Regions from separate parts of the Mus musculus genome. Here region 1 is linked to region 2. A link is a contact called in public Hi-C data. All regions are on one chromosome and are shown on one strand. The core of a region is the stretch at or near the end of the contact, and the rest is flanking DNA. Distances in the headings are between cores, read along the strand shown. Region 1 has its middle 30 kb from the start of Gm40764. Region 2 overlaps Glipr1 (GLI pathogenesis-related 1 (glioma)).

Region 1 (4,413 bases), core at 843-3,342, 640 kb after region 2:
GGGGGTGGGGGTTGGTACTCAAATTGTATTCAGACAAAGTGCACTTACATATTGAAGCCCTTCTTGGGTTTTATTATTAATGATGTCATTATTATTCATCTCCTATCTTTATCAATGTCGTTCTTTAATTTTCCATTCCTTCATAAGATGAACAGGCTTTAAAACAGTTATTTAAATGAATTGGAACTAGGCAATCAACGACTTTGAAAATTTCTTTTTCATTTTTATTCGTTTTAAAATTCCAAATTGCTCTTTTGAAATAGGAGGGAGGAGCATCTATAGTGGCTGGTCATTCAACATCTGTCTTAGAGATGACTAAGAGGCAGGACCAATTATGTTCCATTTGGAAGCGGCTGTAGGAGACATAATCAGGCCGATCTATTTTGGATGAGCATCATTCTGGGTTCCTTTCTTCAGCAGTGGCATTGGGGTTCATCTCGAAAGCAAATGGCAGTTTACTAATGCAGTTTACTAAGGATACTGACCATAACTAGAAACATCATCTTTGGGAAAGATGGGCCCTTTGAAAATCTATAACATTTTTGAAATTCCATATATTAGCTAGATTAAGAAATCTAGGAGCACTAAATCCTGACTTAGCAGAGACCTGAAGCCCATTCCCAGAATGGTTAAAACTTTTAACTTAAAGAACTGTGGTTTGGGGAGGCAGTCACTGTCTTGTTATTTACCCCAGACCCTTGTCTTGATGCTGAGGAGGCAGACCATGGAAGAGGATATCTGATGAGTGTCAGTGAACATGATCTCATCCATGTCTGTTTTAAGTTCCGTAATTCTTTTAGCTTACTTAACACATGGTAGTGTACACTAGGCAAAGATGATTTCTGTGCTTTTTATTTAAACACTATTACAGATTCACTGAGATAGCCATGTTTTTTATCTTGATGCTGGAAGGTAGTAGGGGTTTTTAATATATTTTCCAGAAATGATCACATTCTTCTTGCTTTAAGGGAAGATAACATTTGGAGAATTAGGGAAACATCATTAGCTGGGCTTGATAGTGTACACCTGTAGTCCCAACTCTTGGTTGGTGAAGGTAGGATCATTAGGAGGAGAACATAGTGAGTTATAGGTCAGTTTGGCATACAGCAGACCCTGTATCAAAGCAACACAAAGTGACAAGTATATACATTTTTATTATGGCCAGATTGAGGTTATTTCCACATATTCTCACTTTAAATCCAATAATATACTGCGCCAATTCATGGCTGTGCTCTCTAGGTCACTATTGGCATCATCTGGATATTTGTTTGAAATACAGAACTTCAAAATTTGTTCTAAATCTGTCAAAGGAAAAATAATTGGTGAAGCCCAATGGTGGGCTTTAATAGTGTTTCTGCAGACATCTTAAAGTAATGACTCCATGTTCTAGCAGACCAGTAGCTCCCTGAAGAGACACCATCATCAAAAGGGAAGAAGTAGAAACTCTGGAGAGAAGATGATGCTTCAAGTATCTCACTTGGGCCCAGGTAATTACCAGAGATTAAAGAGCCCAAGATACTGATGCGGCTGCTCTTTGTAATTACTGATGTTAGGCTACCAATCTTGCTTATAATCTCCATGTGCAAAACAAAAGCTTGGTTGTTATACTTGCATACCTATCCCCATGAGGTATGTGCCAGACAATCTCCCTGATTTCTGAAAGTATAGATTCTGAGTTATCAAATACAGGGCTTTGAAGTGACTACAAAAGCATACTCCCCTCCCCCGAAATCAACAATCTCCATGATGTTTCAGATGATACAGTACCTTAATGAGGTTATCTTTTGAATTTGATCAACTTTGGATTTATATAATCTTGTAAGCACTTCTCTTTTCTTGTCTTTATTAAAGAATTTGCTTTAAAAAAAACATGTTTGCATTCACATTTAGATCTGAAGTCATGGATATTCTATGACTCTGTTTTAGGTAGCTTCCAAAATTAGAGGCTGAGTTTATGTAACTCTATTAATATTCTCCTACCATAGGCTGTTGATGAAAGAATTCAGGGAGTCGGCTGGCTTATTACACTGAACGGCTGACCTGATGGTATCAATGAGTGTCTCTTTAGACCAGTCCCTGACAGCAAAAATGCTGGGTTTAATGAAGCTATGTACAGGCTCTTATCTCCTGCTGGGACTGGCTCTGTTCTAAACAGTTTAGTGACTGAGTCATCATTAGACTCATATCAGGGATCAGCTGAGCTTCTCTCATTAACTCACAGCACCCCCCACCCCGCTTCCTGGTTCATATTTTTGTGTTCATATGGGGTGGTCAAAGTTCATGTTCTGCAATCTTATTTTTACCCACTATTTTTGATGATCCCATGGAGGGGTGCTCGTTTTGTTATTTCTGGGAGGGTGACGTCTTTTGAGATAGCCTCTTGCTGTGTGAGCAACTCATCCAGTATAAATGGTAAACATCTCAGAGAGTGACTAATTCATTTTCTCTGTCTCTGTCTCTCTGCCTTTGTCTGTACATCTCTCTCTGTCTTGCTCTCTCTTTCTCTCTCTCTCTCTCTCTCTCTCTCTCTCTCTGTATCTCTCTGTCTCTGTCTCTCTATCTCTGTGTTTGAGTGCGTGCACACTCGAGTGTGCGTGTTGAGGGAGTGGCAGGAGATAAGAAGGGTTGCTTGTATTTCTGGATCCCACTTTTTTTTTTTTTTTTTTTTTTTTTTTTTTTTTTACTGGATGAAAGGAACCAATCATATCCCAACCCTGCAGTTTCTAAAGGCAGGTGATGTTTTCTGACTTGCACATCCTTCCCATGGATGTGACACTTATACCAGTTTTATAATACATAACATTAAAGATTTGATGCTGTCAAAAATTATGACTAAACAAGCAAGATTTTGTGGGTAGTGTATGCTAGACAGGGTATTGCTGTTAGGTGCTGTAACAAACCTTAGAGTCAACGTGTTCAAGTATGTCCCTGCAGCTTTGTACGTGTGACTCAGGGATGACTTAAAGATCTGAGTTCTAACATCTTGAAGCTTCATTTTGACTACAGAAATAAGGAGAGAGAGGGAAAGATAAAAAACGAAGATGAAATTTGTCTATTTTAAGGGTAATTTTTTGGAAGTAAAAATGCATCCCTTTTACTGACAAAAAAACTATACACGAGGGCATAACTTCAAAGAACTCTGGAGTACATACTAATCTGCTGTACAAAATTAATAGTAAAGTGATTGGGTGAATGGATTGGCTAGACAAAGACTTCTGGTTGTCAATTCATACTTTATATTTTCTCTTAAATAGAACCCTTTCAACCTTTCCCAGAGTTTAGATTCCAAAGTCTCATCTGTCATGACATGCATTTCAATGCCCAGGATCACTGGGAAATTTTCAGATTACATGGAATCAGGTATGATTTTGTTGGTTGTTGTTAGTGGTGGCTTTGTTGTTGTTGCTCTTCTCTTCTCTTCTCTTCTCTTCTCTTCTCTTCTCTTCTCTTCTCTTCTCTTCTCTTCTTTTTCCTTTCCTTTCCTTTCCTTTTCCTTTCTTTTCTTTTTCTTTTTCTTTTTCTCTTTCTTTTCTTTTTTTTTTTTTTCAAGATAAGGTTTTTCTGGATAACAGAACCCTGACTGTCCTGGAACTCACTATGTAGGCCAGGCTGGCCTCAGATTCACAGACATCCACCTGCCTTTGCCTCTCAAGTGCTGAGATTAAAGGCATGTGCCTCCCCCACCTGGCTCAGGTATGACCTTTGATTCAGGGACCTAATTTCAGCAAAGTGTCCGTGTGCCTTTTCTCACCATCACTCAGTTTGTTGAGAGGCAAACAGGCAGAACCTAATGGTAGCATCCTCATCGTGGAAGTCCACATTACTGCTCTACAGTAGTTAAAAGTCCTAACAAGTAGACTCCAGAGGGCCTCTGTCTTGAAGTGGGGGTTTCCTTGACCAGACTGAGTAACTGTCTCAAACACCTTCCTTTGTCTTCTTCTCGGAGATTTTCTTGATCAGCCCTCTGCCATGGTCTTCCTTTCCTGTTACAGTCTGTAACCATATCTGAGATGAACTTACCTTATATCTGTTCATAAACACCTACAAGACTTTGAAAATATTTTTAGCCAGCATGCCAGAAGCCCCGTGTGTCCTCTTTGACACTGTTTTATAAGATGTCACTGTGATGTCACCCTTCCCATGATTCCCTTTCCTGGTCTCAATGTACACACCCAATAACGCATCACTCAAACCAGGCAAAGGATTCTTATTCTCAAATACTCGTCAATATTCCATGGCTCCATCCCTTTGAAACACACAGAAGATCACAATCATGTATAGTCAGTCACCTTGGTGCTCAATTGCAATGCAGAACAACTAATTCTTATCAGACCATGACTTAGTACCCAGTGATGAAGCTTTCTGAATGTCTCCTTCTCTGCTTCTCTCTTCTGCTCCAGTAACTACTGTTGA
Region 2 (4,677 bases), core at 1,431-3,930:
CAGCACTTGGGAGGCAGAGGCAGGTGGATTTCTGAGTTCGAGGCCAGCCTGGTCTACAGAGTGAGTTCTAGGACAGCCAGGGCTACACAGAGAAGCCCTGTCTCGAAAAACCAAAAAAAAAAAAAAAAAAAAAATTGGTAGATTTGTTTTGGGGCAAACATGAAACAAGGAAGACCTGGGCTGGTTTGGGTGAATTTCCTTAAGACAGAGAGACTTTACTGTGCTCTGCCGAATCAAGCAGAATAGTTTTGAATTTGTTCTAGAAACCCTGTGAGGGGGCGGGGCGTGAGAGGGTTGGGAGCCTGGGAAAGAGGGAAGACACAGAATATGAGCAAAGGTCCCCAAGGGGATGGCCTAAGGTGGCAGTGCCCAAAGAACACTGGGCACACTCAGGGCCGAAGCTTAACTCCCCTGTTCTGAGAGCCCTGGAGTCATGGGTTAGAACATGTTTATAGAGTATCCCCCATCCACACACTGAAACTGACCACATATTAGGACACAAACAACTCTCAAGAAACAGGAAAAACTGAAATAACATTCACCCTGTACGAAAGGAATAACAATAGCAACAAAAAATAAGCCAACACGTGAAACATGTAGAGTATTCCCACACGGAACGATTCAGCATTATCTGTCAGTTTTATAATTACTGGAACCTAACCTGGTGCTATCTGAAAAGTTCAACTGTCTAAAGCCTCGAAGTAATTAGTGTTAACTGAGCAGCTCTACTTACGTTTTGAAGTGTGTGAAAGTTTGCTCTGATTTAAACAAAATAAGTTAATGTCACTTCCCTTTCCTGGTATTATGGATATATCAATTTACATCCTTGGCAAGCATTTTAATCATGCTACTCTTAAAGAATGCTCTTGTAGTGTTTTATTTTATTTATTTGTTTGTTTGTTTCGGGACAGGGTTTCTCTGTTTAGCCCTGGCTGTCCTGGAACTCACTTTATAGACCAGGCTGGCCTCGAACTCAGAAATCCACCTGCCTCTGCCTCCTGAGTGCTGGGATTAGAGGCGTGCGCCACCACTGCCCGGCTTCTTGTAGTGTTTTAAAGCATATATATGTGTGTATAAACATACCCACACAGTATTAATGTAGTAAGTCTCTGAGCAGGAGATTTAGAGGCCTTGAGTTTTTTTTTTTTTTTCTTTACACTTCTAGATTTTCTGTATTACAGATAAATACCTATATTAACATATTTTTAGAATTCAGGCACTTACGCTGGTCCATAGTCGCATATAAAATTTGCTCCATTAGGGCAAAGTTGCACTGCACAGCCAAGTTTGTAACTGTCTGCCCAAACAACCTAAAAGGACAAGAAGATTTCTTAACCATAGAGATGACTAAATGACCATTTGATTATTATCAAGCCTTTATAGCTGTGCCAAGTAATATCTACTCTAGTCCCATAAGAGCCCACTAAGGCAATGTTAAGCACTCAGAACTCAGCTGGACACAAGTCCTGAGTTACAGTCTCAGAACAGTGTGCATGAGTGCATGTGTAAAATAAACACATACATGACAAGATGATCCGGGAAAGCTGTCATAGTGTTCCTGCAGCTATCACTGCGAGCCAGGAGATGAACCTCAAAAAGGTGAAAATGAACACTAGGAACAGCCAGGCTTGGTCAGTCAGGCTGGATGACATCTTCTAGAGCCTGATCATGGGGTTTAATTCTCTTACACATTTCCACACAGTCAAACTGGGCGTGTGGTGGTGGTGGTGGTGGGGGAGGGAGTCTCCCCATGATCATTCTTACAACAAAACTTCAGGATTGCTACATCAAATTCCCTTGCAAAGTAGCAAAGCACCTGTGTGACCTTTATCAATAAGAATGAGTTCTGTTGGCCAATAAAGTGTTCAGGGCTATGGCCTAGGGCAGAGGAAGGGTTTGTCATAAGCATAAGGATGTGTTCTATTGATGGGGGATACAAAGTGCATAGGGTCTCTTTCATAAGAAGTTCTAGTCACTAAAACAAAGCCCAGACAGTTCTCAGGGTGTGGGGGAAATCCAGGTGGAGACTGTCTCCTAATAGAAGAGCAATCCCTGGATTGTTTGCCCAAGTTGACTGCAGCGTTCCAGGTGACAGGGCATCATCCTTCCACTGAAGAAAGCAAACCCATGTGCTCAGCCATCCTGTTATCTCCAGTGCTTCCTCTAAGCAGCTACAATGCTTCCTACAGAAAGCAGCTGCAACTAAATAAAACAGGGTAACCTCGAAGGGAAGAAAGCAGGCAATTCAAAGGGTGTTGAGGAAAGCCATCTCTGAAGTGACCTTGAACCCTGAGATGTGAGAATATAGACAAAGACAAATCAGAAGACTTGGAGAATGGGCACCATCCATTCTCAGGGATGAAGGTGCTGGAGTAAAAGTTGCTTGGCATGTTAGGGTGGCAAAAAAAAAGGCAAGTGGAGGCACAGTCTGATTGGGGGACAGTCACAGCCAATGAGATCAAAGGGGGCTGACTGAAGGAATTCTGGTAGGTAAGAAAAAGATTATTTTTGAGTCCACTTGGCACTTGGAGTAGATGGACTAAGAAGACCTGGTTGGGGGGTGGGGGTGGGGAGGAGGCAATCCTGGAGGTTTATTTTAGCAGCATAGGAATGAGCACATGGTCACTCACTCTTGGGTGATAGAATTCTTGGAAGCTGATGGAGTTCATGACTCAAGAATAACAGGGCTGGAAAGAGATGGGAGCCTGATCATGGCTGTCTCCTGAGAGGCTCTGCCAAAGTCTGACAAATACAGAGGCGGATGCTCACAGCCAACCATTGGACTGAGCTCGGGGTCCCCAATGGAGGAGTTGGAGAAAAGACTGAAGGAGTGGAGGGGGTTTACAACCCCATGGGGGAGCAACAGTGTCAACCGGGCAGAACCCCCCTCCCCACCTTGTGCTCCTGAGAACTGGTCCACCAACCAAAGAATACATATGTGGCAGGGGATGGCTTTGATAGACATCAGTGGGGGGAGAGGCCCTTGGGCCTGAGGGAGTTTGATGCACCAGTATAGGGGAATGCCAGGGCAGGAAGGTGGGAGCAGGTGGGTTGGGGAGCAACCTCATAGAGGCAGGGGGAGAGGGGTTTCCAGAGGGGAGACCTGAAAAGGGGATAACATTTGAAATGTAAATAAAGAAAACATCCAAGAAAAGAAAAGAAAAGAAAAGAAAAGAAAAGAAAGAATGCAAGGAGAAGAGAAGGAGGAGTGGGGGAGGAGGAGAAGAAGAGGAGGAAGAAGAAAAAGAAGGAGGAGGAGGAGGAAACATCTGAGAGGTTTACTCAGTCTCCATGTTGCCCCTCCATCCAGAAGCCCTGACTGATGTTCAGTGTGGAAATTATACACTGTATTAGATCCTTAGGTGATATCAATATGCAAATGTATATGTAACACCAATCTCCCAAAAAGCTCCTAAGAGGGGCACCTCTCACGGGCAGGTGAAGTGTCTCAGGGGATAAAGGCACTTGCCACAAGGACTACCATATGAGTTGGGTTCCATGGTATGCATGTAACACACACGCACACACATTGAAATAAAAAATATTTTTTGATTGTAAAAAAAAATGTTTCATCTCTGGAAAAGAAGGCTACATCATTTTATTCATTTTAGTGTGAAATCTCAGGTGAAGATTTTGAAAGGTATCAGAAGCATGTCTGACTTTTTTAAATGAATGGGATTTATATGTAAAAACAAAACAAAGAATAGCTAAGAACATTGGATCTTATTCTGCATGTAGGGGAGCATTTGGGCTTGGGACCCAGGTACTGTTTTTTACAGAAAACCAGGGACCAAGCAAGGTGGGTAGGAACTTGGGCACAGGGTTCTGTTCAAAGTGTTCATTTTGAGGTGCCTATTATATATTCCAGTAAAGACTGGGATAGGCCCTAGGCTTAACTACCTGCAGTTATGAGAATGGGAGAACAGAGATATGAATCTTGAAGTCACAAGGTTAAGTAAGACCATATAGGCAGAGGTAATAGAAAAGGGCGAGGAGAGCTTTTATGTGTCACACCTGTTGCATTGGTTGGGGACAAGGGATGACATAAAGGTGCTAGTATATCCCTGAGGGCAGGCAGGTGGAAATGCCAGGCTGTCCTCAGGAACAGCCTGGTATATTAGTTGTTAGTCACTGTGACAAAATATCTGTGGGAAGGTCCTGGATGGTCACAGTTGTCATTGCCTTTGGGTCTGTGATGAGGGTTTTGGAAACTAGTCACACCTTGTGGTGGCCAGGAAACCAAAGACAGAGAAAAGGGATAAATTTCCAGCATCCAGTCCTATCTGGAACTTGCCTACCAGAAAATCTTTTATTAAACAAAAATGAAAAACTTGCTAGTCCGTCTTCAGTGAACATGAAGCTAAAATGTTGAATCAGTATGTCAATACTATTCTCATAGAGATGATCAAACTAAATGTATGCTCTAACTGTTTATCGTTGGGCAACATATGTAAACAACCTGATTTTCAAAAGAGGGTAAGTAGAGTTTAGATCTTACTTTAGGTAACTTTCCAGTAGGAATGTAAAATGACTTGAGTAGTTTGAACCCTACCACCACCACCACTAAGGTCTCTTAGAAGGCTGAAACAGGAATTTTAGACAAGGATTTATCAGAAATCCTTTTCTAACATGAATTATTACAAAACTAGATTCCGGGGCTGTACTCTTTGTTAAATG

Evidence for each region. Hi-C and Micro-C count contacts between places; a contact is called where the count stands out from the background.
Region 1: a contact with region 2 is called in a Hi-C map of adipose-derived mesenchymal stem cells, with 4 times the contacts expected there. The contact joins two enhancer-like sites. A contact is called at or near these places in 1 of 484 Hi-C or Micro-C datasets (adipose-derived mesenchymal stem cells), 2 of 115 datasets of contacts at active chromatin or transcription factors (acute myeloid leukemia and pancreatic cancer cells) and 1 of 9 other capture datasets (adipose tissue).

Annotation. Positions count from the first base shown.
Region 1 is chr10:112,627,824-112,632,236 of GRCm38.p6, forward strand. No RefSeq gene overlaps it. Among named protein-coding and RNA genes, the nearest start is that of Gm40764, 30 kb to the right of the region's middle. Within about 2 kb of position 2,093, at least 11 of the 459 cell types and tissues checked have an H3K27ac peak or open chromatin away from gene starts, as enhancers often do. A contact at or near this core is called in adipose-derived mesenchymal stem cells, where this site is marked.
Region 2 is chr10:111,987,576-111,992,252 of GRCm38.p6, forward strand. Glipr1 (GLI pathogenesis-related 1 (glioma)) reads right to left here. Exons shown (of 6, transcript NM_028608.3): 3 at 1,225-1,310. Krr1 (KRR1, small subunit (SSU) processome component, homolog (yeast)) reads left to right here. Exons shown (of 10, transcript NM_178610.4): 10 at 1-855. Among named protein-coding and RNA genes, the nearest start is that of Glipr1, 7.4 kb to the right of the region's middle. Within about 2 kb of position 2,681, at least 9 of the 459 cell types and tissues checked have an H3K27ac peak or open chromatin away from gene starts, as enhancers often do. A contact at or near this core is called in adipose-derived mesenchymal stem cells, where this site is marked.